Linked DNA regions of Mus musculus: all the other regions are linked to region 4. A link is a contact called in public Hi-C, HiChIP or PLAC-seq and promoter capture Hi-C data. All regions are on one chromosome and are shown on one strand. Each heading gives the region's core, a stretch centred on a gene start, on an enhancer-like site or on the middle of the called end of the contact. The rest is flanking DNA. Distances are from core to core; before and after follow the strand shown. Region 1 overlaps Slit1 (slit guidance ligand 1). Region 2 overlaps Ubtd1 (ubiquitin domain containing 1). Region 3 overlaps Slit1 (slit guidance ligand 1). Region 4 holds the start of Frat2 (frequently rearranged in advanced T cell lymphomas 2).

Evidence for each region. Promoter capture Hi-C pulls out the DNA fragments that hold promoters and counts their contacts. A called contact is a pair of places that touch in the nucleus more often than the background predicts. HiChIP or PLAC-seq counts read pairs in DNA pulled down with a chosen protein or histone mark.
Region 1: a Hi-C map of bone marrow-derived macrophages shows a contact between it and region 4, with 36 read pairs. The contact joins the enhancer-like site here to the promoter of Frat2 in region 4. A contact is called at or near these places in 1 of 39 promoter capture datasets (cranial neural crest), 21 of 484 Hi-C or Micro-C datasets (the 3T3-L1 cell line, the G1E-ER4 cell line, the HPC-7 cell line and 13 more) and 6 of 115 datasets of contacts at active chromatin or transcription factors (bone marrow-derived dendritic cells, bone marrow-derived macrophages, embryonic forebrain and 2 more).
Region 2: a promoter capture Hi-C map of embryonic stem cells shows a contact between it and region 4, with 2.7 times the contacts expected there. The contact joins the enhancer-like site here to the promoter of Frat2 in region 4. A contact is called at or near these places in 7 of 39 promoter capture datasets (the C10 cell line, the SN4741 cell line, cranial neural crest and 4 more), 10 of 484 Hi-C or Micro-C datasets (CD4 T cells, CD8 T cells, Th1 cells and 7 more), 3 of 115 datasets of contacts at active chromatin or transcription factors (the HPC-7 cell line, memory CD8 T cells and pancreatic cancer cells) and 2 of 9 other capture datasets (adipose tissue and liver).
Region 3: a FOXA1 HiChIP or PLAC-seq map of pancreatic cancer cells shows a contact between it and region 4. The contact joins the enhancer-like site here to the promoter of Frat2 in region 4. A contact is called at or near these places in 3 of 39 promoter capture datasets (the 3T3-L1 cell line, cranial neural crest and hippocampal neurons), 1 of 484 Hi-C or Micro-C datasets (nephron progenitors), 5 of 115 datasets of contacts at active chromatin or transcription factors (bone marrow-derived macrophages, embryonic forebrain, forebrain and 2 more) and 1 of 9 other capture datasets (liver).

What each region holds. Positions count from the first base shown.
Region 1 is chr19:41,653,677-41,660,568 of GRCm38.p6, forward strand. All of the region lies in intron 4 of Slit1 (slit guidance ligand 1), which reads right to left. Among named protein-coding and RNA genes, the nearest start is that of Gm34116, 34 kb to the right of the region's middle. Within about 2 kb of position 2,520, at least 21 of the 459 cell types and tissues checked have an H3K27ac peak or open chromatin away from gene starts, as enhancers often do. A contact at or near this core is called in the N1E-115 cell line and bone marrow-derived macrophages, where this site is marked.
Region 2 is chr19:42,019,843-42,026,103 of GRCm38.p6, forward strand. All of the region lies in intron 1 of Ubtd1 (ubiquitin domain containing 1), which reads left to right. Among named protein-coding and RNA genes, the nearest start is that of Ankrd2, 13 kb to the right of the region's middle. Within about 2 kb of position 2,764, at least 80 of the 459 cell types and tissues checked have an H3K27ac peak or open chromatin away from gene starts, as enhancers often do. A contact at or near this core is called in CD8 T cells, Th17 cells, embryonic stem cells and 3 more, where this site is marked.
Region 3 is chr19:41,619,677-41,625,969 of GRCm38.p6, forward strand. It overlaps Slit1 (slit guidance ligand 1), which reads right to left. Exons shown (of 37, transcript NM_015748.3): 24 at 5,846-5,917; 25 at 4,822-4,893. Among named protein-coding and RNA genes, the nearest start is that of Gm52407, 19 kb to the left of the region's middle. Within about 2 kb of position 1,290, at least 13 of the 459 cell types and tissues checked have an H3K27ac peak or open chromatin away from gene starts, as enhancers often do. A contact at or near this core is called in pancreatic cancer cells, where this site is marked.
Region 4 is chr19:41,846,148-41,853,232 of GRCm38.p6, forward strand. It overlaps Frat2 (frequently rearranged in advanced T cell lymphomas 2), which reads right to left and starts at 1,985. Exons shown (of 1, transcript NM_177603.3): 1 at 1-1,985. The coding sequence starts at 1,764. The coding sequence ends at 1,069.

The DNA.
Region 1 (6,892 bases), core at 1,270-3,769, 190 kb before region 4:
CACAGAAATGACGGTGCTGGGAGATGGGGCCTACAGGAGGGGTACACCAGGGACAAGCTCTCAGGAACAAGATTGGAATGTAATGGATGAAAGCCCCAGAGAGCTGGTGTGAAGGCCAAGGACCTGACGAAAGGGATTCCCATGGTGGATGGAGAGAGCTGACTTCTGCAAGTTGTCTTCCAACCTCCATGTTGTGTGCCATGGCACAGGTACCTCTCCTCCAACACACTCAGACACACTGGCACACACAGATATACATACAGACACACACAGATACACACAGACAGACATACACACACAGACCCAGACTTAGACAGAAACACACACACACACACATAGACACACATACAAACACACACACACAAACATACCCACACAAACATACCCACACACACAGACCACCCCCACAGATACACACACAGAGACATACACACACAGAGACACCACACAGACACACACACACACATAGAGATACACACATACACACACAGACACATACACACACAGACATACACACACACAGACACACACACACAGATACACACACAAACACACACAAAGATACACACAACAGATCCCCCACAAACACACACACACACACAGAGACACATACAGACACACAGAAATACATACACACAGAGACACTCACACACAGACACACACACAGAGTAAGTAAATTAATGCAATGGAAAAATTGTAAAAGCAAAGATGCCTTGCACAGTTGCCAGCCCCAACGCTGTTAGAGGACACAATGATGTCTGATTCCCGGGAGTCTGAGTGCAGGCCTTCCTCACACACCAAATTCTGAATCTTGACACCGAGAACCATGAGAAATAAGTTCCTGTTGTTAATGAGTCATCCAGCCTGAGATGTTTCATTACAGTAGAGTGAATAGATTCAGACACATGTTCTGTGAAGGGCTTGGCTCTTTGACCAAGGCCCTTGAGATCCTTGAAGTGAGGGACCAATGTTAACAGGCATTGGGAGGTGGTAAGAAGATACAGTCAAGCCACTAGCCGCCTTTGACCACAGGGAAGCAGGGAGGTTCAGAAAAGATAAAGGCAGGCAGGGAGGTGTGCCCTAGAGAATGTGGGGTACACAGGGAGGTTTGCCCTAGAGAATGTGGGGTGCACAGGGAGGTGTGCCCTAGAGAATGTGGGGTGCACAGGGAGGTGATGCCCTAGAGAATGTGGGGTACACAGGGAGGTGATGCCCTAGAGAATGTAGAGTGCGCAGGAAGGTGGTACCCTAGAGAATGTGGGGTGCACAGGGAGATGTGCCCTAGAGAATGTGGGGTACACAGGGAGGCAGCAACTCCAGGCAGCCCCTCAGCACAACACAGCAGGCAGCTCACCCCAAGGCAGAGCCTGAGAGAGAGTCCCAGGCCGCTCCCCACTATCCACTTAATCCTCTCCTCAGCCAGGCAAGAAAGGCTTGTTATGTGTATTGATTAGCCAATCAATTCCACCCAGGCCTGTTCCATGCAGACTTTACAGTAGCTTGGCGGGATTTACAGATCAGCAGGAGAGCAGGTGGGAGGGCTCAGCAGAGAAGAAACCTCAAAGGCAGGCTCTCTGAATGTGCCCCGTGATTCACAGGCATACCAGCCAGGGCAGAGTAGGGGCTCAGTGCTTCCTGAGAGCCAAGGAAGGGGGGTCAGCAGCACACATGATCTATGTGTAGTCTAAATGGATCCGAGTGTCAGGAGTCCAGCTGTTTGGGCACTCAGATGAGACAGGAATTCTCCCGGGAGTCTTTATTAAAAAAAAAAAAAAAAAAAAATCAGCCGGCAGCATGGCCTCAGCAGTAACACTGGATCCTTACAATAAATGGGTTTTAAATGCTTCTTATCACAGCACTGGGTCAAAGTGTGTCTCAGGAAATCAATTCTGCAGGCTCTCATACCAGGAAGGAGGACAAGGGATAACTGGGAGGCCTGGCACAGCCTGGAACAACTGGGTCAAGGCAGAGCCTGCTAAGACTGGCCAGAGAGGTTGATGGCCTCCGACTGAAGCTCCCAGAGTGCAGAGCAGATAGAGTGGAATCCTGAGGGCTTTGGGAGAGATGGGGAGGTAACCCCCCTTAGGAAGCCCAGACTGGCCCTGGCCAGTCAGTCCACAGCAGGAACCTTCTTTCCTGTTTAAATGACCAACTGGAACAGTTTACAAACCCAGAAGAGATGGTATGAAGGCCATCAGGAATGGCAAGTGTTGGTCAGTCTCAAAAAAAAAAAAAAAATAGATGAAGATTGCTGACATCAAAGGAAGCAATGGGAAGATTTCTGGGTTCAACTGTCTCTGCCGCGCACCAGCCATGGGCCCAGAGAACCCAAGAGGGCTTTGTGGGATGGACGTTGTCTGTCATGCAAGACCTGGTGAGATCCCAGGAGTGCACAGCTTAACCTTTAAACCTCATTTCCATTTGTCTGTATTATGGAAGCGGGGCTTTTGTCCCTCCTTTCCCCACACGGCATCACAGTTGTTCCCAGAGTGGCCACTAGGGTGTGCCAGAAGCCTTCCCTGTATTTGCTATACAGCTGCTACGGTCTCACTTTTTGCTACATTTGACTTGCCCCGTGACACTTCTGTGGTCTTTTGTCACCACTCACGTCAACCCCCCCCCCCCCCAGCTAAAGTTGCTCATCTCTGCTTGCACGTGGCCTGTTGGAGATCCTCTCAGCACAGCCTGGGCCTTTCCCAGCCCTCATCCTTCTGTGCTTCACAAACTCAGGGCACCCAACCTTTCTCCATGGTGTTTCACAGGTCCCTCAAAACGAGTCCCTCATCACTGGCTGGGAGGATAACAGAGCCTGACCAAAGGAAGAGGTTTCTGATAAGGGGGTCAGAGGGGCCAGCAAATGCTGGAGAGTCAAGGTATAACGGAAAACACCCACAGTGTATGTCCCTGGTGAGGCATTCAGCAAGAGCTGGCTGGGTCACATACATTATGGGGCATTGGGCATCATGAACCTAAAACCCTTCTGCTTTCTTATCTCTGTCTACACACCTTTCCCCTAGTTTCCAACTGTTCCTTCACCTACACATTCCAGTATATGCACGAGCGGGGGCAGGCAGGCGTGCGGGGACACACACACACACACACACACACGCAAGCCTCCTGTTCAGCACCAATTCAAAATAGCAAATACAAGCATATTGGGTTTGCGTATGAATATTTAATTACCACCCATCTCTCCCTAATCCACCAATGGCAGACATCGCTCTTGCTCCCAGAGTATCCTGAAGTTGGCGCACTCACTGCAAAGGCAATGTAACCATAACTGAACGGAACCAATGAGGATACTCAGTGACCCTCCCACGTCCTGGCCGGAGCGAGGGATCAGCACAAGGACGCAGCTCCAGGGATGCAGACACGGGGCAGGTAGGAGTCTCTGCACTCCTGGAGCCCGCAGTCTCTGTTCTGATCTGTCATGCAGATCAGATGCCTCCTAAAAGTCAAAGCAGCACAGAACAAGAAACTGGTCTTGTGGATGATGTCATCTTGACTCTGTTCTTCCCTTCCCATATCTAGATGGAACACTGTGCGCCTAGCAAGGGATCTGGGCAGCCACTGAGGAAGGTAAGAGTCTATCCTGGGAAGCCCCAGAGAAGGGGATCTGTTCTAAGAAATATGGTATGAGTTCTATAGGCAGAGACTCCCCAGGTTATCCTGTATCCCACCCCTAAGGTCCTAGGACTCTGAGGAGGCAGCTTTCCACCCCCAGTCATCCCCCACTGGGTATGGGAGCCCTTCTGCCCATCCCTGACTTAGGCACTGTCCCCAAGTGCCTGTTACAGCCATACTCCACACTCTGACAAGCAGGGGAGCGAAGGTCGGGACCCCATGTTCTTACTGCAAATCCCCATTAGCTCCAACCTCTAACTGGTCTCAGCAGGCACACTGCCTCTGAGGGGATTAGTGGGGCCCTGTTGGGGCAAGGCATTGGGCATCAGCCAAGGTTTCACTGAGCTCTGGGCTCTGACATGGATCTGCTGCCCCACTGCAAAGCTCTTTATTTTGTGGCTCTTCAAGCCGCAGGGGGCTTCAGCACAGTACAGCGTTCCAGCGCACTTTATCCGTGGCTTTCTGGTCATCAGACTGTAGACCTGGGCCTGGAGTACAGCGAGCCAGCCCTGCACGCACTGAGCTCCTTGGGCACGTATTTGATCCCTGGAGTGTGTAGGGGGTTGATTAGCCTCTTCTTCAGAAAGCACAAGTGGCGGTTGTGGTCGGAGCAGAGGAATGGGAGCCCTCAGCCAACACTGCTATTAGGTCATTGTCTTTGGGGCTCTGTGAGAACATGGAGCCTGGGGTTTGGGAATCCTACTAGTTTGAGCTGGTCTCCAGTCAAGGTCCACAGGAAATTCCCCCGTGTCTATGAGTGTGTGCCACTCACTCAGACTGCCACAGGTGGCTACTGTCCTGCATGACATTATCTCACACTGTTAGGTAGAGGGGATCAACTACCATGAACCCAGAGGAATGGCTACGCAGGCCACCCCTGGTACCTGCGCCAGTACCTTTTTGTTACTAGACAGGTAGATTTTCGCCTTGAGCAAGGTCTATAGCAAACTAGAGCATATTAAAGTTAGAGGGCTTCATCCGGCAGAGAAGTACGAATGCTTTGATGTCCCCACCTAGTGCTGAAGCAGACTGAAGCTACTGTGCCCAGACGTCACTTCAAAGCAGCGGGGTTCCAGCACCTCTGCTTTAGTGAGGGAGAAAGAAAAACAGCTCCTGACTTCTCTCCTGAGGCACAGGCTGCATGCAGGAAGGGGGGGGGGGATCTGCAGAGGTGGGTGTAACCACCTCCTTCACTTACTCTGCAGGCCTTTTCTGCAATGCAGCTGGGGTTGGGGGCAGGGGAGACACAGCCCAGCTCTGTTTAGCACAAGTCCACCTTTGGGTGTCTGGAGGTGCCCGCTACACACTCACTGTTTGCCAAGGAACTTGTTCTTACAGAGAGAGGGAGCCCCAGCCTATAATCTATAGTCATGGGGCTTACAACCGCCAAGTTCCTGGGGCAGTCTGGACATCACCACCATAGAGTGGCTGCTTTGAGTCTTTCTTCTTGTCCCCTCCTGTTTTCTGAGGGCCCAAGGGGCCCAGACACTGCCATCAGCAGAAACCTCCCTGCCTGCCCACCTGGGGCCACCAGCTCTCCTGTGCAGCTTTCAAGCACCCACCCCACCCAACCATTCATTCTGCAAAAACCTCACCAAACAAAAGACTAAGTGGCCTGGCTTGTTATACCGTAAACCATCCTGTGATACTGACTTGACCTTGGGTTGTTTGCTGGGCAGCTGTGAACATCAACTTCCACAAAAGAAACACCCCCAAAGAGATCTCCCCCGCAAGCAGCCTTCTCTCATAAGCTAACTGGCTCCGCCAAGGCAAGGAAGCTTTGAGGTTGGAGTCCCACTCAAATGAAGGATACCCAGGACACAAAACCATTCCATCTTATAATTCTGTGGACAGTCAGAAAGTGGCAAGCGTGGTTCCCAACCATGTGGTGAGAACACAGTACCAGATGTTGAGAGTGGCTGATAAGGTGGCCGAGAGGGAAAGGCTGAACTGGGAAGTGGGTACCATGGTCAGCAGCACTGGACTCTGGGGTGCACTTCCCAGGGTTTCTGGTATCAAACTCCATAGTTGGGTGCCACAGCTCCTGCGCTGGGCTCCAGAGACGTGACCTCCCAGTCACACGGGAGGACGGGAACGTGGCACTGGAGCACACAGACCTCAGAAAGTCAGGCCAAGGGAAGGGAGGTTGGGACTGAGTATGGGACCCTCTGGCAGAAGTCTGGTTGCCTTTCTTACCGTGTTTCAGGAAGGAATGAAGATGGCCCCCGGGTTGTGTTATAAAGTAAGAGGAAATCAGAGGAAAAGCTTTAAAAATGAAGACAGGGTAAGCTATCAAATAAGAGAACACAGGCCAGACGTGGAGGTACACACCTTTGACTCCAGCACTTGGGAAGCAGAGGCAGGTGCAGCTCTGTAAGTTTGAGGCTAGCCTGGACTATATAGCCAGATCCAGGGCAAGGCTATATAGTAAGACCCTGTCTCCAAAGGGGTGGGGACACCTGCTCTGCATGGGCCCTGGGGTTGTTATAGCGGGTTCCTCGAGTGAGGCCAAGCATTGGCTGATTCTGAGGCTAAGCTAGGAGTATGTCCTTCCATCCATCTGTCTGTTGCCCCACCCCACCCCCACCGTGCAGTCTCCACAAAGAGAAGGCTGTAATGAGGAAGAGCAAGGCTCTCTCTCACCTGTATCCTCAGAGGAGGCTGAGGATACAGGTCACCTCTCCAAGGCCAAGTCACAGATAAGCCAGTCAAGGGACCAACACTTTTCTTTGTTGTCTTTAACATTGATTTGTTGTTGTTTGTTTGTTTGTTTTTGGTGTTTTGTTTCATTGTTTTGTTTAACATTGTTAAACAACAAGAGCTGTTCCCTTGGTCATGTGGCCTAGGGACTCTGGTTGCTTGTCCTGGCTCCCTACAGCTACAGTGGGTAAGCCGGAGACAGGTTCCCCTAAGTCCAAACACCAAGAGCTGGGGCAGAGAGCAACAAAGCCGGGTCTTCAATACTGTGAGAAACTCAAGCCAGGAGACTCCCAGAGAGTTAAAGAAATCAGTCAGTTTGACGAATCGATCTTTGGACAAATCGGCCAATCCATGAATTGCCTTCGGCAAATTGGCTTTTAGCAAAATGACATTTGGTAGATTGTTCTGTTTCTGACACAGCGATGCTTTTACAGGGCAATTATGCGCACAGTCCCAGCCTGGCACCAGGGCACAGAAACCATTCTGCAGATGGTAGACCCACCCACCTCACACACTGCTCAGTGCTTAGATGAGCTGAGCCAACGTGGGGGTTAGAGCACCGAGGAAG
Region 2 (6,261 bases), core at 1,514-4,013, 170 kb after region 4:
TAGTTGGGGTCTAGCTGGTTCCCCAACCTGTGCCTCTTCAAGCCTGTGAATGACCTGGTGGGCACTCAGTCTTTGGAGTGGGCTGGGATCTAGGATTTAGAGCAGGGCTGGACCTCTAACTCCTGTCACCTTGCTCCTATTCTGGTATTTTGTTTGTTTGTTTGTTTATTTTGTTTTGTTTTTTCTGCCTTTCCCACCCTAATCACTGAGTTTAGCTCCAGATATCTTTATTTTCCAGTTAAAACTTAGCCTGCTCTATTGGTGGAATAGATTTTGTTTGTTTGTTTGTTTGTTTGTTTTCGAGACAGGGTTTCTCTGTGTAGCCCTGGCTGTCCTGTAACTCACTCTATAGACCAGGCTGGCCTTGAACTCAGAAATCCGACTGCTTCGCCTCCCAAGTGCTGGGATTAAAGGTGTGCACCACCCCTGCCCGGCAGAATAGTTTAACAGAAGGAATTTATGACACACACACACACACACACACACACACACACACACACTTGGGAAACAGACATAGGTTCCAGGGCAAGTCGTCTTACCTCTCAGCCCCAGTGTCCTCATCAGTAAAACGAAGGGCCAAGGCTACACTATATTAAGGTATCCCTCTCAGCTTCAAGATTCTGCCCTACCTTCAATGTTATGTGCTGATGAAATGGCGTGCCTAGTCCTCGCTGGGTTTTCCCCTGTGATGGCAGCTGAGACATCTGGTCTACCTGTGTGGAAAGAGCTAGCCCCGCCCTCTCTTTCCTCCCTCCTTCCCTACAGTCCCAAGGTAGCAAAGGGAGCTGGCCAGATGCAGGAGACCTTTCTAGCAGCCCCCAAGGAGCTCCTGATTTATTTATTAGCTGCCATCTCCTTCTTCTGCCGTAGGAAAACTGCTGACCCTGTGCCATGAGGCCTGCAAGGGAACACAGCATCCATCAAGCCTGCGCTTTGTCCCTGATAAACTTAACCTCCTTTAACCCCTGTGTTCTCCTGTACTTGGAAGTACAGAGCAAGGCTTTTCAGGTTTTTAAAAATCACCTCAACTTCAGAAAGGAGCTGCTGACCTCTGTCTAAGTGCACTGTGGTAATGCATTAGTCTTTTATTTAGGCACCAGGCAGAGTGGTCACACTTAGCCCTTAGCATAGCCCCATGAAATGGTCTTTCTACATGTGGGAACACCGAGGCATAGGATGGTACCACATCCACACAGGTGCTTGCTGGTCAGAGAGAGCCCCCTCTGCCCATCTCTGAAGGCCTTGGGGAGTAGTCAGAAAACAGAAAGGTGAACTGTCTCCTTAGTTATCTGTGGCCAGAGAATTTGTGTTCAGGTCAGGACCCTGGTTGCACTTGGAAACAAATGACAGCACGAGGTGAGGAGGAGCGTGTAGTCACTTAAGTGTGGGGACTTTATCAACACCTGCTGTTTAATGGCATTTATGTTCTCTTCCCTCAGACTAGCCTCAGCTACGGGAACAGTTGGGCATATGGCATGTTAGAATACCCTCCTGAGATGGGGGCTCTGTTTGTCACTGAACCTCACATAGGCCAATTCTCCCTCAGGAAGTAGCCCGTTCCCTGGTTGGTAACCAGGGTGGTTGGTTAGTGCCCACTTTGGGTACTATCTGCTTTTGCTTAACTTTCCAGGGGCCTGGGCCTGGGGTTCAGGCCAGAGGGCAGATAATGACATCTTTCCTGGTGTACTCAGGGTGTCCTGCCTGTGAATGTGTACATTGTGTCAGAGTAGTGAAAACACGGGCTGTCTGTGCTCTTGTGAGCCCCCTTGTCCTTTTCCATAGCTGCCCCCGAGACTTGTGGGTAAGACTGTTTCTCTTGGCTACACTTGGAGCTCCCCTCACCGCAGAGGTTCCGGCCTTCTCTGGGCTTGGTTTCTGGCATCCAGTGCCTCGTCCTTCTGCAGTCTCCTCACTGAGCGCTCTGTGACTGGCCTTGGACCTCTCAGGCCCTCCTCTGTTCCCCCTCCCTGTCTTACTCACAAACAGTCCTCTCCCCAGTTTGCAGGGCTTTCTTCCCAGTGAATCTGCCATTCTGTCTGCTCACTTCATTTGTACCAGATGCTGAACCTGCCCATGGGACCAGGAAGATAAACTTCAAGGCTCTTATAGCTTCAGGCCACTGAAAAAGATAGTGGGAGAAGAGTGCAGTGCTCTGGGCGTGGTGCCATCCTGGAGCCAGAGTTCTGGAGGACCGGAGTCTTCCTGCCTTGATCCTTGCCCTGTCCAGGACCGCTTGAGACCCTCTCTACCCCAGGAGGACATACAGTTTAGGATGTCTGCCTTGTCACTTAGCAACCAGCTCCACCCTTCCCCTTCCCTAAGCCCTGGAGGTTGGCCCCAGGGAATGGGAGGCAGGGCCCATAGGCCCGCTTAGAGCCCCAGCTGAAGAGAGCTGGACCAGCAGACTCCCTCTCCTTTCCCATCGAAGGTTACCCGAGCTCTGAGGGTCATCTCAGGCTACCTCTGGCTATAAATACTATCTATCCTGAGGGATTACCTGGACTTTTCTCCTGGCTGCACCCTCTTAGGCTGGGCTGATCCTCTCAGGGCCAGTGGTTCTTTCTGACCTCTCATCCCCTTAGCCAGGTGGGTCACTGCAGACTTCTGCATTCAGCTGTGACTGCTGGGGACAATGGGAAGAGCCAGGAGAGACTGAGGAATGTGTTCTAGCCAAGTGAGCTCTTGCAGCCCAGACTGCTGGGACCAAGTGACTCTGATTCTTGCTTTCTTCTGTGTGGAACTTCATCTCCTTTCAGCCAGCACAAGCCCAGGCTTGTCCATAATCAGTACTTCAGGGCAGGACACTTTTGGCCCCATCCTTGGAGCCAGGCCTGGGGTGGAGCTTGCTTGGTAACTGAGTATGGAAATAGCTGAGGGAGTTCTGCGGGCATAAATAGGGCCAGCTCTTGGCTTGTCTTGGGAAGTGTCTGTTCCCTTTTGTTGGTCTCCAGCTCCGTATCACATCTCAGGGGCTCAGTTGCTCTAGTCCCTGAGCCATAGGAAGGATCTCCTGGGGTCTGAGATCAAGAAGCAAAGGGAGGGCAGGTGTGATGGCAGACTTGTAATCCCGGTGCTCAAGAGCCTGAAGCAGAAATATATGACTTGTAGGGAGCCTGGGCTACGAAAGCGAGACCCCGTGTACACACTCACACAGCCGTGCACTCCCATCCTGCTCTGTCAGTTGGTTCACAATTCAGCTATTTCTGAGAATCTGCATTGTACTTGACACCCTCAAGACACTAGGTTACTCAGAGCAAGGCCACGGAGTCTGCCATGCCCTTCCTGTGTTTCTGAGAACTCCTGTTCTACATAGTCATTCTGACTTAGGCAGTCTGAGTCAGGTGCTGGGAGTGACCACACACACACACACACACACACACACACACACACACACACACACACACGCGAGCGCGCGTGCGCTTTCACCACCTGTAGTGTTCTCTGTCCTGCCTTCCTCTCACCACCCTCCCTTTGGTGCCAGACACCACTCATTATCCAGGCCAAGCCACAGCAGCCACCATCATTATCCTCCCCCACCCCAGACACTGTGCCCTCTTGCTTTCTCCTCTCCCCAAGTCAGCTTGGCATCCACATTGAAGACCATATGTTAAGCTAACCTGTGTTAACCTATGCTGCGTTATGGCATTTCCCTTCCTGTTCTGCTATGTTTACAAATAGGATTTTTTTGGGGGGTGGGGGGGTTGAGGCAGGGTTTCATATAGTCCAGGCTGACTTTGAATTCCATGTACAGCAGAGAATGACCCTGAACAACTAGCTCATCCTGCTGCTACCGCCCAATTCTAGGTTTACAGATATGTACCCCACATATAAGTACGAATTGGGGTTTATGGTTTCCCATGCTGGGGATTGAACCCAAGGCCAGGCACCTAGGCATTAGCTTGGTAATACTCTGTCACTGAGCTGAGCCCCCAGGCTGTCCTCTAACCTCCATATTGCTTTGTGACCCATGCTCCCTCACACACATCATGCCTACACACACACACACACACACACACACACACACACACACACACCCTTGGTTTCAGGGATCAGACTTAAGTCAGCAAGTGTTTCCTCCACCAGGACCACCTGAGCTTTGTCAGCTTGCATCTGTGCTCTTAGCAGGCACTCCAAGAACTCCGGTACAGGAGCTATGCAGTGTCTCTTGGAGGCTCCTGCCCCTCCACTCACACACACACACACACACACACACACACACACACACACACACACACACACACACACGTCCTGCCCAGTCACAAGAGCTTTTGCTCCTGCCTGCTCACTCGAGTCACAGGAGCCCAGGACCTTGTCGCTCTTTCTTTTACCTCCTCCCATGGAGATGCGCCTTGAGCATAATTGTTGTGTTTACAGTCTTTTGTGGGCTACATCCAAAGCCGGGGTGTTTCCTCTGCTCCAGCTTCTAAGTAGTCACCACTGCATGTGCTGCTGTGGAACCTGCAGAACCCACCCTGGCCCAGGACGAAACTCACGGTGCTGCCTGCCAGTGCTGAAACTCTAACTGCTGCTCTCTCTTCCTTCCCATGCTCCCTGCTCACCCTCAGCTGGCTACCCCCAAAATACCAAGTGTCCTCTGAGCTTATTAACAACTTCCATGGTAATCTGATTACAAACACAACTAATTCTCATTGTAGAAAACTTTTTTAAAAGAATTATTTGTTTATTTTATATGAATACTCTGTAGCTGTCTTCAGCCACACCAGAGGAGGGCATGGGATCCCATTACAGATGGTTGTGAGCCACCATGTGGTTGCTGAGAATTGAACTCAGGACCTCTGGAAGAGCAGTCAGTGCCCTTAACCACTGAGCCATCTCTCCAGCCCCCAAAAAACTTTTGAGAATTTAACAACAACAACAAAAAATCACTGGTAACTGCTGCCATTCATCTATAGCCACTGTTCACATTTCAGTATAAATTCTTGCAGCCTTTTTAATATTTATATAATTATGCATACTCTTTTAGAAGCAAAAGCTGGGGCACAGAGCACTTGTTGGTCTAGAGCCTTTCCTCATTGTTACAAAGTGGCTGCCACTGATGGGTGGCACAGAGGGACATTTTACTTCTTTTTCTGCATAGTTCAGCTGTCCCAGCTGTCCCTGCATGAAACTGCTGAATAAAACCATTTATCTTGGGGATATGTTCTCAGAATACATTCCTAGAAAGCCAAAAAGTTAAGCCAAACTTTGTAGTTTTGACATCATATCAAATAAATAAGCTTAATAAGATTTATAACAATGCATTGCCATACGATTGAGTATTCATATCCTTTTTGAGACAAAGTTTCATGTAGCCCATGCTGACCTCAGACTCACTCTGTAGCAAGAGCAACCTTCAACTTCTGACCCTCCTGCCTCCACCTCATGAATCTTGGGGTTATAGACCTGTACCCAGTGGATCTGATACTAAGGATCAAACCAGGGCTTTGTGGGACCACCATCAATCAACTTCATTCTTTTTATAAAATTATTCTTTCATTTATTTCTTCATGTGTTAGTTAGTTAGCACAGCATCTTACAATGGAGTCCTAGCCAGCCTTGCATTTGCTGTAGCACAGGCTGGCCTCAGATTCTTGGCAGTCCTTCTGCCTCAGTCTCCTGACCAGTACAACTACAGCCAACTGTCCAATTTGATTTTAACGTGTGTGCATGGGTGTGTGTGTGTGTGTGTGTGTGTGTGTGTGTGTGTGTGTGTGTACGCGCACACTCGAGTGCGCATCTCACTATAGAAACACAGGCATCACAGACAAGCTCTACCTTTCCCAGCTCTTACACAGGGTTGGGGGGGTTGAACTTAACCTTTTTTGTTTGTTTTGATTTTTGTTTCTCTGAGACAGGGTTTCTCTTTGTAGCCCTGGCTGTCCTGGAACTTGCTCTGTAGACAAGGCTGGCCTTGAACTCAGAGGTCTACCTACCTCTGCCTCCCAAGTGCTGGGATTAAGGACTGTACCTAGGCTGGAGAGATGGCTCAGCAGTTAAGAGCACTGACTGCTCTTCCAGAGGTCATGAGTTCAAATCCCAGCAACTACATGGCAGTTCACAACCATCTGTAATGAGATCTGATGTGTCTGAAGACAGCTACAGTGTACTTATATATAATAAGTAAATCTTTTTAAAAAGGCTTGTGCTACCATCTGGCTGAGGTCCTTATTTATTATGTAGCAAGCATCTTACTCTCTAAGTCATTTCCCTCAGCCCCAGTTTGTTTGTTTGTTTGTTTGTTTTGTTCAATTCAGCTACCTA
Region 3 (6,293 bases), core at 40-2,539, 230 kb before region 4:
TTCATTCCCCAAAACCACAGGGCCGAAGTCTCCTACAAGCCACTCAAGCGTCCTGGCTTATCCCACATGCAGTTATTTGTTTCTGTCCTGAGCAGAGGTCAGCCCCTCACTCACCATTTTAAGCTTCCACTTGCCCAAGGCTGGGTCTTCCCAGTTGAGAACCACCTGTCCCCCCTCTGGTAGTTTCTACCGCTCTCTTTCTCCTGGGAACCATCTTGTCCAACAGAAGCCAATGTGAACCACAACTTATATGTTTTTCTCTTCCTCTCTCTCTCTCTCTCTCTCTCTCTCTCTCTCTCTCTCTCTCTCTGTCTGTCTCTCCCTCCCTCTCCCCTCCCTCCCTTCCTTTTTCCTCTTTTCTCCTCTCTCTCTCTCTCTCTGTCTCTCCCTCCCTCTCCACTCCCTCCCTTCCTTTTTCCTCTTTTCTCCTCTCTCTCTCTCTCTCTCTCTCTCTCTCTCTCTGTTTTTGTTTGTTGTTTTATTTGAGATAGGGTTTCTCTGTATAGCTCTGGCTGTCCTGGAACCCACTCTGTAGACCAGGCTGGCCTCGAACACAGAAATCTACCTGCTTCTGCCTCCTGAGTTCTAGGATTAAAGGCACACTGCACCATGCCTGGCATAACTTACTTATACATTTTAATCAAAAGTTTTAAAAAGAAATAAAATCAGAAGGCTAAGGTAGGAAGACCAGAGATGTCAGGTCAGTCTAGCTATGTAGTATGATCCAGTCTCGGAATATTTACTAATTCGTTAACCTTTTTAAAAAGTAAAGACAACTGAGAGTTTATCCGGAAGTGGAGAATGGGTAGGACCCAGGGAGACATAGCTGGGGAGGGCAGCAGCCAGGCTCTCTTCCAGTCCAAAGGACTGTGGGTTGGGAACACACTCTGGCGTCCGGCAAGATTATAAATAGCCCCGTGTTGTTGGTCATTAGTATAACTCGGGCGCACTGAAACATTAGCTGTGTGGTCTGCTTATGCCTGCTCTATTAATGGAGCCTAGCCTGAAACAGCCTCTCCTGTCTGCGGTCAGAATAATTCTCAAGCTGTAAAACCCTCTACCTGCCCAACCCATTCATGCGTTTCTATGTGTGTGGAACTGTCTTCATCCCCTGCACCCAGAGGCTGCAAAAGCGGTGCCCTGAAACAGGAGCCATTAATTCCAGAGCTGGACCAGACACTAGCCACCCAAACCACTCGCTGTGTCAGTCAGCATTAACTGAGTCAGGCCTGCCAAGCACACGGGAAGGGCACAAGCCTTCAGCACAAAGGAATGCCGGAAGAAAACTATCATCCATCCTAAAATAGAATCAACTTCAGTTGAGTATATTCCCTTCCAGCCTGCCTGCTTCTCTCCTCCCTTCCTCCCTTCCTTCCTTCCTTCCTTCCTTCCTTCCTTCCTTCCTTCCTTCCTTCCTTCCTTCCCTCCTTCCTACCCTCCCTCCTTCCTATTTCTTCTTACCTCCTTCCTCCCTCCTTCCCTCCTTCCTTCCTTTCGTCCATTGACAAGCTCCCGTTAAGTAGCCTATAACTTGCCATCTTCTCAGTCCTGGGAGCACAGGCATATACATGGCCCCATCAATTTTTATGTTCATATTTGTATCACATTAATTATTCTGCATGTCATTGAATACAGATTACGGTGCCATACAGTCATTAACTACTCACTGTTTTATCATATGGGCGTGGCAAGATGTAATGAATCATTTCTACTGAATTTTCACGCCCACTTCTCAATGAACATTGAGAAATTAAGCTTTCTAGTCTGTAGCAGAATAAAGGCAGCAAAATGCAGGATTGTAGCAATGAAAGGACAGTGTTGGCAAGCTGTGGCACGAGCCATGACAGACACGTAGCCTTTTGGCGTTGGACTGCAGGTTAGACACCTGAGCTGGCATATGTCTTCTGATGGATACATGGGAGATGCTGTAGTTTGTACCCTGGCCTCGCCTCTTCCTTTCTTCCCAACTATCATGGGGTCAAAAACTTCATCATCCACATGTTCCCAACATGATGTGCAACCTTACCACAGGCCCAAAGCAATATAGCTCCCCAACTATGGTCTGAATTCTCTGAGGCTGTGAGGCAAAAATGAAGTTGATTGTCTCAGGTATGTTGCTATGGTAATAGAGAGCTGACTAACATTAGCGGATGGTAGGCTAATGGACAAATGACCTTAACTGATTTCTTATGAAATAGATCTGGCCTCGGGCTTGATAGCACTTTTTCTCCCAAAGACAGCTATAGGATCAAAGTTAGTTATGACAGCTTTAGGTTTGCTCGTTTAGGACATGTGCTGTCTGACCCTGGAAAGGAAAGTGGGGGACAGCGTTGAACTCATTGGCACAGGAAAAGACTTCCTGAACAGAACGCCATTAGTTCAGGCACCAAGATCAACAATTAACAAGTGGGACCTGAAAAGCTTCTCTAAGGCAAACGATACCATCATCCCGACAAAGCGGCAACCCACAGAACGGGAAAAGAATTTCCCCAGCTACACATCTGATAGAGGGCTAATATGCAGAATATAAGAACTAAAACAAACCAACCCAATTAAAAAATGGAGTGCAGCTCTAAACAGAATGCTCAATAGAGGAATTGCAAATGGCTGAGAAACACTTAAAGAAATGTTAAACATCCTGAGTCAGCAGGGAAATGCAAATCAAAACGACCCTGAGATTCCATCTTACACCTGTCAGAGTGGCTGAGATCAATAAAACAACTGACAGCTCATCTTGGCGAGGATGTGGGGCAAGGGGAGCACGGCTGGTGGGAACGCAAACTTGTACAGCCGCCGTGAAATCAATATGGCAGTTCCTCAAGAAGCTGGGAATCGATCTACCTCAAGATCCAGCTAACCCACTCCTGGGCATATGCTCGAAGGACCCCGCATCCTACCACAAGGACACTCGCTCAACTATGTCCGTGGCTGCTCTATTCAGCCAGAAATGGAAGCAACCTAGATGTCCCTCAACAGATGAAAGAATTAGGGATTTGTATGTAGTACATTTACACAGTGACGTACTACTCAGCCATTTAAAAAGAATGAAATAAAATCAGGAAATTCACGGGGAAATGGGTGGAACTAGAAAAAAAAAATCATTCTGAGTGAGGTAACCCAGACCCAGAAAGACAAACCTGGTATGTGTTCTCTTATGTGTGGCTATTAGCTGTTCCATCAATGAGAAACAGACTACAATTCATAGAACCGCAGAGGTTAGGGGTAGTGTGGGGACTAGGAGGGGACAGATAGATGTCCCTAGGAGATGTAAATAGAATATGTAGTTATGGATGGGGGACAGGGACTGGAACAGGAGGATAAAGTTGGGATAGGGAATTAAAATGGGACTAGGAGAGAATCCAGGAGAGGCAGCTACAATTAAGGAACATTTGAGAGGTCATAAGGAAACCTAACATAGACGAAGCTCCCTAAAATATATACATATATGAAGGCAATGTCTGTTTTAAGATCACTCTCACTTTACAGATTAAAATATGGGAAAGGTGATTCTCAGAACCAGGGACATCTAAGATGGTTGAGGGGACACTGAGAAAAACTTGGGATACCAAGGTTCTCTGATCTAAGTATGCCCACCCACTCATGCCCTGGAAGTGGAGCGGGCTCAGAGGTAAAGAGCCAAAGCCGCCCATTCACAGTCCATGTGCATGCCACAGCCAACGCTACCAGGAAACGCCAGGAAGATGCCTTTTCTGCACTCACCCAATCTCTAGGGTGAGGACAACCCTCCTCAGCCCCAGGCTTATCTATTCCTTCATTGTTTTATATATAATACATAAAAATACACTCTTGGTCACTTTTTAACACATTCGGTGTGCAAGTCAGAAATGCTAACTGTATTCCCATCCCCAGGTGACCATCTCCATTACTCATTTCCAAAGTGTTTGCATCACTTCAAACTCTGTACTTTGAGACATTAATTCCCTTTTTGTTCGTGTGTGGTGTGCCTATGATTGTTTGTATACACATCTGTGTGTGCATGTGCATCTGGAGGCCAGAGGACACCCTTGTGTGTTGTTTTTCAGGTCCCCATGCTTTTCCTTTGAGGCAGGGTCTCTCACCGGCCTGGAATTCACCAAGCAGGCAAGGCTGGTCAGCTGGTCAGTGAGCCCCAGGGATCTGCTTGTGTCTGCCTCTCGGCTATAGGATTACAAGTACATCCTACCCTGCCCAGCTTTTTATGTGAGTTCTGGGGTGTCAAACTGTGGTCCTCAGGCTTGCAAGGCTAACACTTTACTGACTGAGCCATCTTCCCAACCGTATGCTTTTAAAGACTCACCACCACGGCACTGCAAGCTGTAGGGCTTGCGAAGCAATTCTATGCGATTCTATCTCTTTGGGAGACATACTTCTGGTGCTCGTCCCCGTGGTGTGAGATGAGACAGGTGATATGAGGATGGTATGAAGCATGGGCAGTGGGGTAGGAGCCACCCCCTCACCAGCCAGGCAGCTTCAAGCAAATGTCTCCCTTCCTTTCCCTAGCCTTAGTTCCTTATGTGTAAAACAAGGAGACATTGCCCATGTTGTGGGATCATTATGGGGACATGGGAGGTCACACTGGCAGGTGACAGCACAAGCAACCAATAAATGCTTGCTACCACCTGCTAATGTCCTGTACTCCCTCACAGTCCCCGTGAACTACTGGGTGTGTATGAGGTCAAGAAGGGATCTGGGGAAAGATCCCAGACTCAATTTCAAGACAAAGGCACCATGTTCTGCTGGTTTGAGGAGCTGGGTCTCCTTCAGACTCCAGGTTCTGCTTAAATTCAACAAGGCTCAGAGAATTGGGCTGGCATTACTTACAGGTGAGACAGAGACGTCACGTCTGCAAAGATGCCCTCTTGGAGGGTGGAGACATCATTGCCATGCAAAGACCTGAGGAGAGAAGATGCTACTGGAGGCAGCTCCAGGGATAGAGTGGGGTGCCCAAAGGAGGACCATCCTAGCCCTTGCTGAATGGACATTTGGGTGTCTACTAATAGGGAGATAATCTACAGTCCAGCAGACACCAGAAAGGGAAAAGGAGTCCTTAGAGTCCAGCTAGGCCGTGCTATGCCCTTGTACTTTGGGAAAACGGATTTCGCCATTTAAATAGTTCAAGTACTGAGTTTATATCATAAATAAGACATGTAGGCAGGCTGGAAAGATGACTCAGCGAATAAGAGCACAGACTGCTCTTCCAAAGGTCCTGAGTTCAAATCCCAGCAACTACATGGTGGCTCACAGATATCTCATAATGAGATCTGACGCCCTCTTCTGGTGTGTCTGAAAACAGCTACAGCGTACATACACATAATAATAAATAAATCTTTAAAAAAAAAAAAGACATGTAGGCACACAGGCCCTCTTTCTTAGCCTGGAGACAGAGGCAGAATAGGCTGTTTGCAAGAAGATGAACATAGCCAGCTATAAATTAGAACCGGAGGAGTGTCATCTTGGTTCTGAAGGCTCAGGAGTCATCATAACAGACACAACAGAATGTTTTGGTCAAAACATTCACTGTGAGAACTTGTAGAAAAGTTCACAGCTCTCTGGAAACAAACATTGTAAATCTGAACAGAAGTCTCTCGTGCAAACAAAAGACTCCTTTATTTTAGGCATCCCTCCCCTATCATAAACAGTTACACAAATTCAACTTGGGATGATGGTCACCTCTTGGCTCATTTCCTATGCATAGCATTCCTTTTATAAAGGATCTGAATGAGAGTATTCTCATCTCCCATCATTGGATATAACTGTCCCTGCTGGGGCTCCACCAGGGGGTTTGGGTAGGTAGGTCTTGGGTCATGGGTAGGTCTCCTAGAAGAATGAGTTGGGAGAGACTTACAGCAGGCGCAGCGAACGAAGTCCTTGAAAGGCCAGAGGAGGGATGCACTGGAGGGCATTGTAGCTGAGGATCCTGCAGGGAGGAGGGAGGAAGCTAAGGCAGGGATGAAGGGCTATTCCTAACCCATCCTATGGGTGAGCAAGCTGAGGCTTTGAGGCCAGGGTTATGTTATGAAGTTAGTTAACAGTATTTGTATTAGGGTTGTATTTCTAGAGCCCACATGCTAACCCACATAAATGAACCGACCAAGGGCAGACAGGCAGATTGGTGAGGGAGCTGATTCTGTGATAGATATGCAGACCGGAGAGCATGCCTCTGGCATCAAGGGAAGGAACCAGCCACATGTGGAAGGATCTCAGAGTAATTATGCCGACTCACCAAACAAAGTGAATCTTTTTATGTGAATCTCTGACCAGGTTCAGAGGTTCAGGTTGTGGTGAGGGCTTTC
Region 4 (7,085 bases), core at 735-3,234:
GGATGGCACCTGAGGTGCCCCTCGGGGTTCACAAGAGGAAAAGCCAGCATTTTCTCCTCTGGGAGTCACATTTTAAAAAAGTTTCAGTCACTCACCAAGAACTGACAGGTTTAGCAGGAGAGGCGCCCTCCAACTCTGCAGAGGGTCAAAAGAGCAGAAAAGTGTGCCCACTGCTTTCCCCCCTACACACACACACACACACACACACACACACACACCACAAACACAATGGCCGCAGGGAGATCAGGAGGTTGCTTATGACCATTTCTGAGAAAGCTGGAGCTATGGCCAAAGAGTGGCCTAGCAGAAGTAGTTCTGGAAAAGCAAAGCACAGAAACCGCAAATAACTCTTCCTACAAGGATGGCCATGTCGGCCGTGTCCTCGGGAGACTCCACGCGGTGGCAAAGGGACACTCCGGTCTGTGCTTGGCTCCAGAAAAAGACACTGGGGTGAGCGCTCCCAAGAATCCCACAACACTCCACTCTACCAACCTGACCTTGAGTTCAAGTTGGCAAGGTCGAATCAATTGCATGTCCCCATTTAAACTCATCTCTCCCCACCTTCAAGAATTCACCAACCAGGTCCCCAACCTTCATAATCACAAATTAAGCAGGGGAAAGCAAGCGTTGTCAACCCACCAACATAAATCTGCCAACTTATGTTCTTCACCCTAGAACCGCTCTGCTCTGCAATTGTAGCACCATATTCAGAAAGCTTCTGTACCCGAAAATAACGAGATCATATCTACTATTGGTTTTTCAAGTATTGTTAGAAGCCCTCCCGATTCCCGCCCCTGCGAGCCACATCTATAAACAATCCAAGCACACGATAAGGGCTAAGTCAGGTCCAAGTGGATTAAGTAGCTGCCACAGTTCAACCGGTAGATCCCAGGTCCTCGGCTGCTGGTGCTACTCAGTAGAGTCCGTTTTCTCTAACAGCCTCTCGCGGCCGGTAACTTTGAGGCTGTAGCCCGAGGGATGGACGACAGCTCCTGCTCCGCACAGTCCCGGGCAAGACACTGTTGGATCAGCGTAGCGGCGTCCTCTTCCTCCTCCAGGGATCCCCTGTCAGAGCCAGGCGCCCGAGGGCTGCAGAGTGACTGAGTCCGGTCCGCTTCGGCCACCCCCGGACCCCGGAGCGCTCGCGGGGCTCGTGGCCGCAACCGCGGCGACCGCTCGCTGGAGTCTGCGCACCGCCTCCTTGATGAGGTTTCCGGAGAGCACGAGCTGCTGCAGGAGCCGGTGCGGGTCGTCGTCGGCCGCGCGCGCTCCGCCTGCTGTCCACCGCCGCTGCTGGATTCGGTGAGAAGCCACGGAGCCGGGGAGCCACCCTCGCCGCCCCGGCCCGGGAAGCGCGCTGGCACCCGGGGCGATCTCCGCAACGCAGTAGGGCGCCGATCGGCCCCGCACACGCCCGCGCTCCCCCAGCACGCAGCGCACGGCCCCCGGAGGCGCAGGGTCCCCGGTCTCTGCTGACCCCGTCGGCCGCAGCAGCCGCCTCGCTGGGGTCCCGGTCTTGTCCGCCGACAGCGCCGCCAGGACCCGCGGAGGCGCGGGTGGGGGACCCGGGGCGGCACACGGCGAGGCCGGGCGATCGTGCGCCGTGTCCAGCTGCAGCGTCTCGCCGATCTGGACGATGAGCCGATCCACGTCGGTCGAGCCGCCCAGAGTCACCGACTGCTGCAGCAGGAGGAAGCTGTCGTCGTCCTCCTCCCCCTCTGCCTCGTCGCCGGCTTCCTCCTCCTCCTCTCTCCGGCAAGGCATGGCCCCCCGCCCGGGCCCCCGCGGCTGTGCGGGCGTCGCTGGCAGCTCGGTTGGCCGCGGGCTCGGCGAGCCGCGGCTGGGGCGGGAGCGCGGCGGAGGCCCAAGCCGGGCCAGGAGGGGGCCGAGCCTGGGGATGCGGAAGCCGGGACCACCGGGCAGAGGTACCGCGCGCCTTAGAGCCGCGGGAGCCGGAACGCTGCCGGCTTGGGTTGATTTGTAAACAATGGGTGACGTCGCGCGGCTCCTACCACCGCGCGCGACCGTGGGGGGAGACGTTCGCTAGAAGACTTAGGGGCGCGGGACGGCGCAAACCGTGCGAGACCACTGCCCACACTGTCTGCCCAGAGATAGTTTATATGGTTGCGAGCGATTCCGGGGACGGGGCACCGACTTCGCCGAGCCCAGGTCCTAGGACCTCTCGGTCCTAGGAGGCACCCTCGGCGACTGCCAATTGGCTGCTCCCACTCGCGGACACACCCCCAGCACACCCAGCCCCTCCTCTGCCGCGCCCGCTCCAGCCCCACGTGTGGGTAACGCCTGCGCTGGCCCGGGGAGGGGCGACCCCGACGGTTGGGAAGCCGACCCTGTGGTCAGAGCTTCTCAGACTTGCTCCGGTTTCTCAGAGCTACATCGAATTGACTTTTTTTGTAGTTCAAACGAAAATGTTCTCGTAACCATAGGATTCAAACGAGATTAACAGGCTTCCCCCCCCCCCCTTCATCCTCCTCTTTGTACATTATACAGCCACACACAAAAGCATTGCAGTCGCATTAAATTATAAACGCTTTTTCCGGTGACTGCACGCGCTTTGAAAACACTGTACCGATTACGTAAGTTTCCATTAAGTACTTGTAATTGTTTAAATTCCTTCAACGGTTGCTGTTTCTCTGAGTTCGCCGTTGTAGTAAGTGTGTGACTAATGCTCTTTCCCATAAAACTTTTCCAAATTTATGATTCATTTTTCAGAGTACATTCCTAAGAGTGGAGTTTTAGGTCAAAGGATAAGAGTTTTTTTTAGTTTGGCCCTTTTATTTTTTGTAATATGTATGGAAAACCTAGAACTGGGTGAATACACTCTTATTAATATGTGATATACGTCATTCATTGAAACGACTAGAATTTAGTCATTGAAAACCTTATTGTGTATATGAGTCATGTTACAGGTGAAATTGACATTTTTCAGTTTGCCTGTTATATATATATATATATTTTTTTTTTGGTTTGGTTTGGTTTTGGTTATGGTTATTTATCTATTTATTTTGGTTTTTCGAGACAGGGTTTCTTTGTGTATCCCTGACTGTCCCGAAACTCACTCCGTAGACCAGGCTGGCCTCGAACTCAGAAATCCACCTGCTTCTGCCTCCCAAGTGCTGGGATTAAAAGCATGCGTCACCACTGCCTGGTTGGTTTTTTTTTTTTTTTTTAGACTGGGTTTCTCTGAGTAGCCCTGCTGTCCTGGAACTCACCCTGTAGACCAGGCTGGCCTCAAACTCAAAGATCTGCCTGCCTCTGCCTCCCAAGTGCTGGGAGCATCCTGGCTAGCTTCCTTTGAGACTTCTTTTTTTTTTTTTTTTTTTTTTCTTTTTTCGAGACAGGGTTTCTCGGTATAGCCCTGATAGCCCGGGCTGTCTTGAAACTTACTCTGTGGACCAGGCTGGCCTCGAACTCAGAAATCCACCTGCCTCTACCTCCCAAGTGTTGGTATCAAAGGCGTGTGCCACCACGCCATTCTAACAATGGTAGATCTAGTCTCCCTACCTTGTTGCTGTTATTTGGAGGGTTTTGTTTCTTTCTCAAATCCATCCGTAATTTTTTTTCTTTTTGTTTTTTTTCGATTGGTCTTTGATTCAGGGAGATGAGATGAAATTAATTTTCTCCCCTCCCTTCCCCCTCGGCTTGCCAACCAGGGCAATATTTCCTGGTTGAAACAGAGGAGTGTGGTCGTTACACAGAGGCTGTGTCCTGAGTTTCCAGATGCTGGGAACTGGTGGGTATGAAGGATGGGTGGGGCTGGAAATATTCTGATCTGTCTTATGGGAACCAAAAGAGCTCTAAACAGGTTGTACAAAGACCTAGATTCAAGTCTCATCCCTACTACAAACTGGGTGTGGGACTCCTGGCCAATCAGTTTACAGGTGTTTTCACTTGTAAAATGGAAAAAAAAAAAAAAAATCCCTGCCCTGCCTCCTTTGGAGATTGTTTTCAGGATCAAACGAGGTGATGGGAGCAGGCTTTGTCAGGCATTACACAAATGTACTGTGGGATTAGGCCCAGTGCTTTACTGACTCTGGGCTCTCTTCCAGCAATTTCCCTGGGGAAAGAGCTAATATCTTAATAATAAATGTTATCCCCTGAGCCCACTAAGTAATGCAGACCCTGAAGGCAATCCCACTAGGGCCGGAATGGCCCTTAGAATCCTAGACTTTGTGCTATCTGTCGACTCTGCCCTGGAATGGGTTAGGGACTTCCTGAAAGCACTCTCCCAAATTTCAAGGTGTGTCATAACTACAGCAGTTCGGCAGGTTTGGCTGAGAGCACCTTCCCATCAGGCAGCTCCCTCCTCCATCTCCATCTCCATCTCCCATCTCTTCACACTCTTTTACTGTTGAAAACCGGAAGCTGTTCTCCCCAGAGATAAAGTCTCATTTTCATTCTGATGGTACTTACTGGAGAATTTCAAGGAGAATGAAAATTACGAGAGGGCTTATGGATTTCAGCAGAGTTAAGATGGCAATTCCACACCCCCCTTCTCTGCTCTGTAAGATGATGCCTGGCTGTAAGTAGAGAAAAGCAGTTTTATGCTCCATTGGCTTTAAACATTAATGGGTCTGGCAAAGCTATTGTTTCTAACCCAGCATCCCTGGAAGTTGTTTTGTCTTCCTGTCAGAGTAATTCCAACAGTGTTCTTACTACTGTAGGGAATGGAGCCGTGAGAAGGCGTTTAAAAAAAGAAGAAAGAGAGGGGAGAAAAAAGCCTTCCCTTTGTAACGTTGCTTTTGTGTGGAGATTGCTATGTAAATATGCCGAGGTGCAGATGTGTTAGACGTTCATTACAGAGCTGAATGCCTTTCAGTAGGAGCCCTGCTCCATTTTCTCGGCCACTTCTCTGGAGAGCCTGGAAAGAGATGCCTGTGCTGGGCCAGTGGGAGGTGGAGAGGAGTATCCTGGGTTAGGAAGCAAAACACAAAATGTGAGAGAGGCCCAGATGCAATTAACAGTAACGAGAAGGTATCCAAAGAGGAAGTAATGCAAGCGGACCGTGGCTGGCACCCTGGCTACCGGCCTGGAAAGGAGACATTGCAAGCATTCAGAGTCCTGCAGTAACCTAGGACTCCGGGGCTTCAGCATTCCTTCAGGCCACAGAGACACCACCCGGGCCTCATTTTAACATACCTGCCTCCAGAGACACCAGCTAGGGTAATGGGGAACCCATTGGGTGAGGTCACTTCATGTGTGTGTGTGTGTGCTCCCATTGCTAATCTGTAAGATAGGGGATGCTGTATTCTGGAAGGCTGAGGGTTAGTACTAGAGTGGAGTTACACCCTAGGGAGCAGCAATACTTTTAGGATGTTGACATGCGAAAAGGGAGTGCTGCCATTGGTTGATGAGCGGATAACAAAGGAAGCAGGAACGGTTCCACTCCTGGTAAGAGATTCAATCCAGAGCCCTTTAAAAACAAACAAACAAACAAACCCAAAACAACAACAACAACAACAACAACAACAACAACAACAACAACAACAAAACCCATGCTACTGATGACGTTAAAAGGAACTAAAGGGGCCTGGGGACAGCTCATGGGTAAAGTGCTTCCCCATGCAAGCATTAAGAACCCGAGTTCTCGAATCCCCTCCACCCACTTAAAAAGTTAAGCAAAGTCATGTTCACCCAGTGTGGGAAGGCAGAGAGAGAAGGACCCCAAGAGTTCTCTGACCAGTCACTCCTGTCAATCACTGTGCTCTGGGTTCTCTGACCAGTCACTCCTGCCAGTCATTGTGCTCTGGGTTCACTGAGAGATCCTGTCTTTTAAAAAAAAGTAAGGTGAAAATGATTGGGGAAGATACCCAGTGTGTCCTCTGGCTTCCACACACGCATGCATGCATGGGTATATTATACCTGTACATACATACATACGTGTGCATACGTAAAAGACATAGAGACAAATTGTAAAGAGTGATGTACTGACACATGCTGTAGCCTGAGTGTCAGTGAAAAGACAAAGGTCACATTGCATGTGCCTACCACAGAGAAACCCTAGCAGTGGTGGCGCATGCCTTTAATCCCAGCACTTGGGAGGCAGAGGCAGGTGGATTTCTTTCTTTTTTGTTTTTTGTTTTGGTTTTGGTTTTTGGTTTTTCAAGACAGGGTTTCTCTGTATAGCCCTGGCTGTCCTGGAACTCACTCTGTAGACCAGGCTGGCCTCTAACTCAGAAATCTGCCTACCTCTGCCTCCCAAGTGCTGGGATTAAAGTGTGCACCACCACTGCCCCGGCTGGCAGGTGGATTTCTAAGTTCGAGGCCAGCCTGGTCTACAAAGTGAGTTCCAGGACAGTCAGGGCTATACAGAGAAACCCTGTCTCAACCCCCCCCCCCCAAAAAAAAAAAGAAAGAAAGAAAAAAAACAAACCAAACGTATGCTATATCTAGCATTTGGTTCCCATCTTTATTCATAATCGGAGCCACAGTCTGTTTGCTGACAGGAAATAATCTTATCACCATTTTCCAACCCATGCAAGGCTGCTCTTCTTCAGTTTTGAGGGCACACTGAAAGCAACACATAGAAACGGCCATCTAAAGGCCAGCTCAACTGCTCAGTGGGTCAGAGTGTTTGCAGATATGCCTGACAACCTGCAGTCAATCCCCAGGACCCAATGACAGAAGGAGAGAAAGGACTCTGACATCTACACATGCGCTGTGGTGCGCTCACACAGATGAATGGGGCTGCAAAGATGGATGAGTGTGAGAGCCCTGGCTGCTCTTCCAGAGGACCCTGGTTCAATCCCCAGCACCCACAGTGCAGCTCACAACTGTCTGTCACTCTAGTCCCAGGGAATCTGATGCCCTCTTCTGGCCTCCAAAGGCATCGGGCACACATGTGCACACACACACAGGCAGGCAAAACATTCCTACACATAAGATAGACAATGAAGAAAATAACAACTGCTTTCAAGAAGGCAGAGAGAACTGGAACCTTTGCGCATCCTCAGAGGGCACGTGACATGATGCTTCTAGTTTCAGAAACACTGTGGAAGTAGCAGTTTCTCCACTGCTATAACCTCTCCGCATGACCCAGGGAGTCCATTTTCAGGACTCCACTCAAA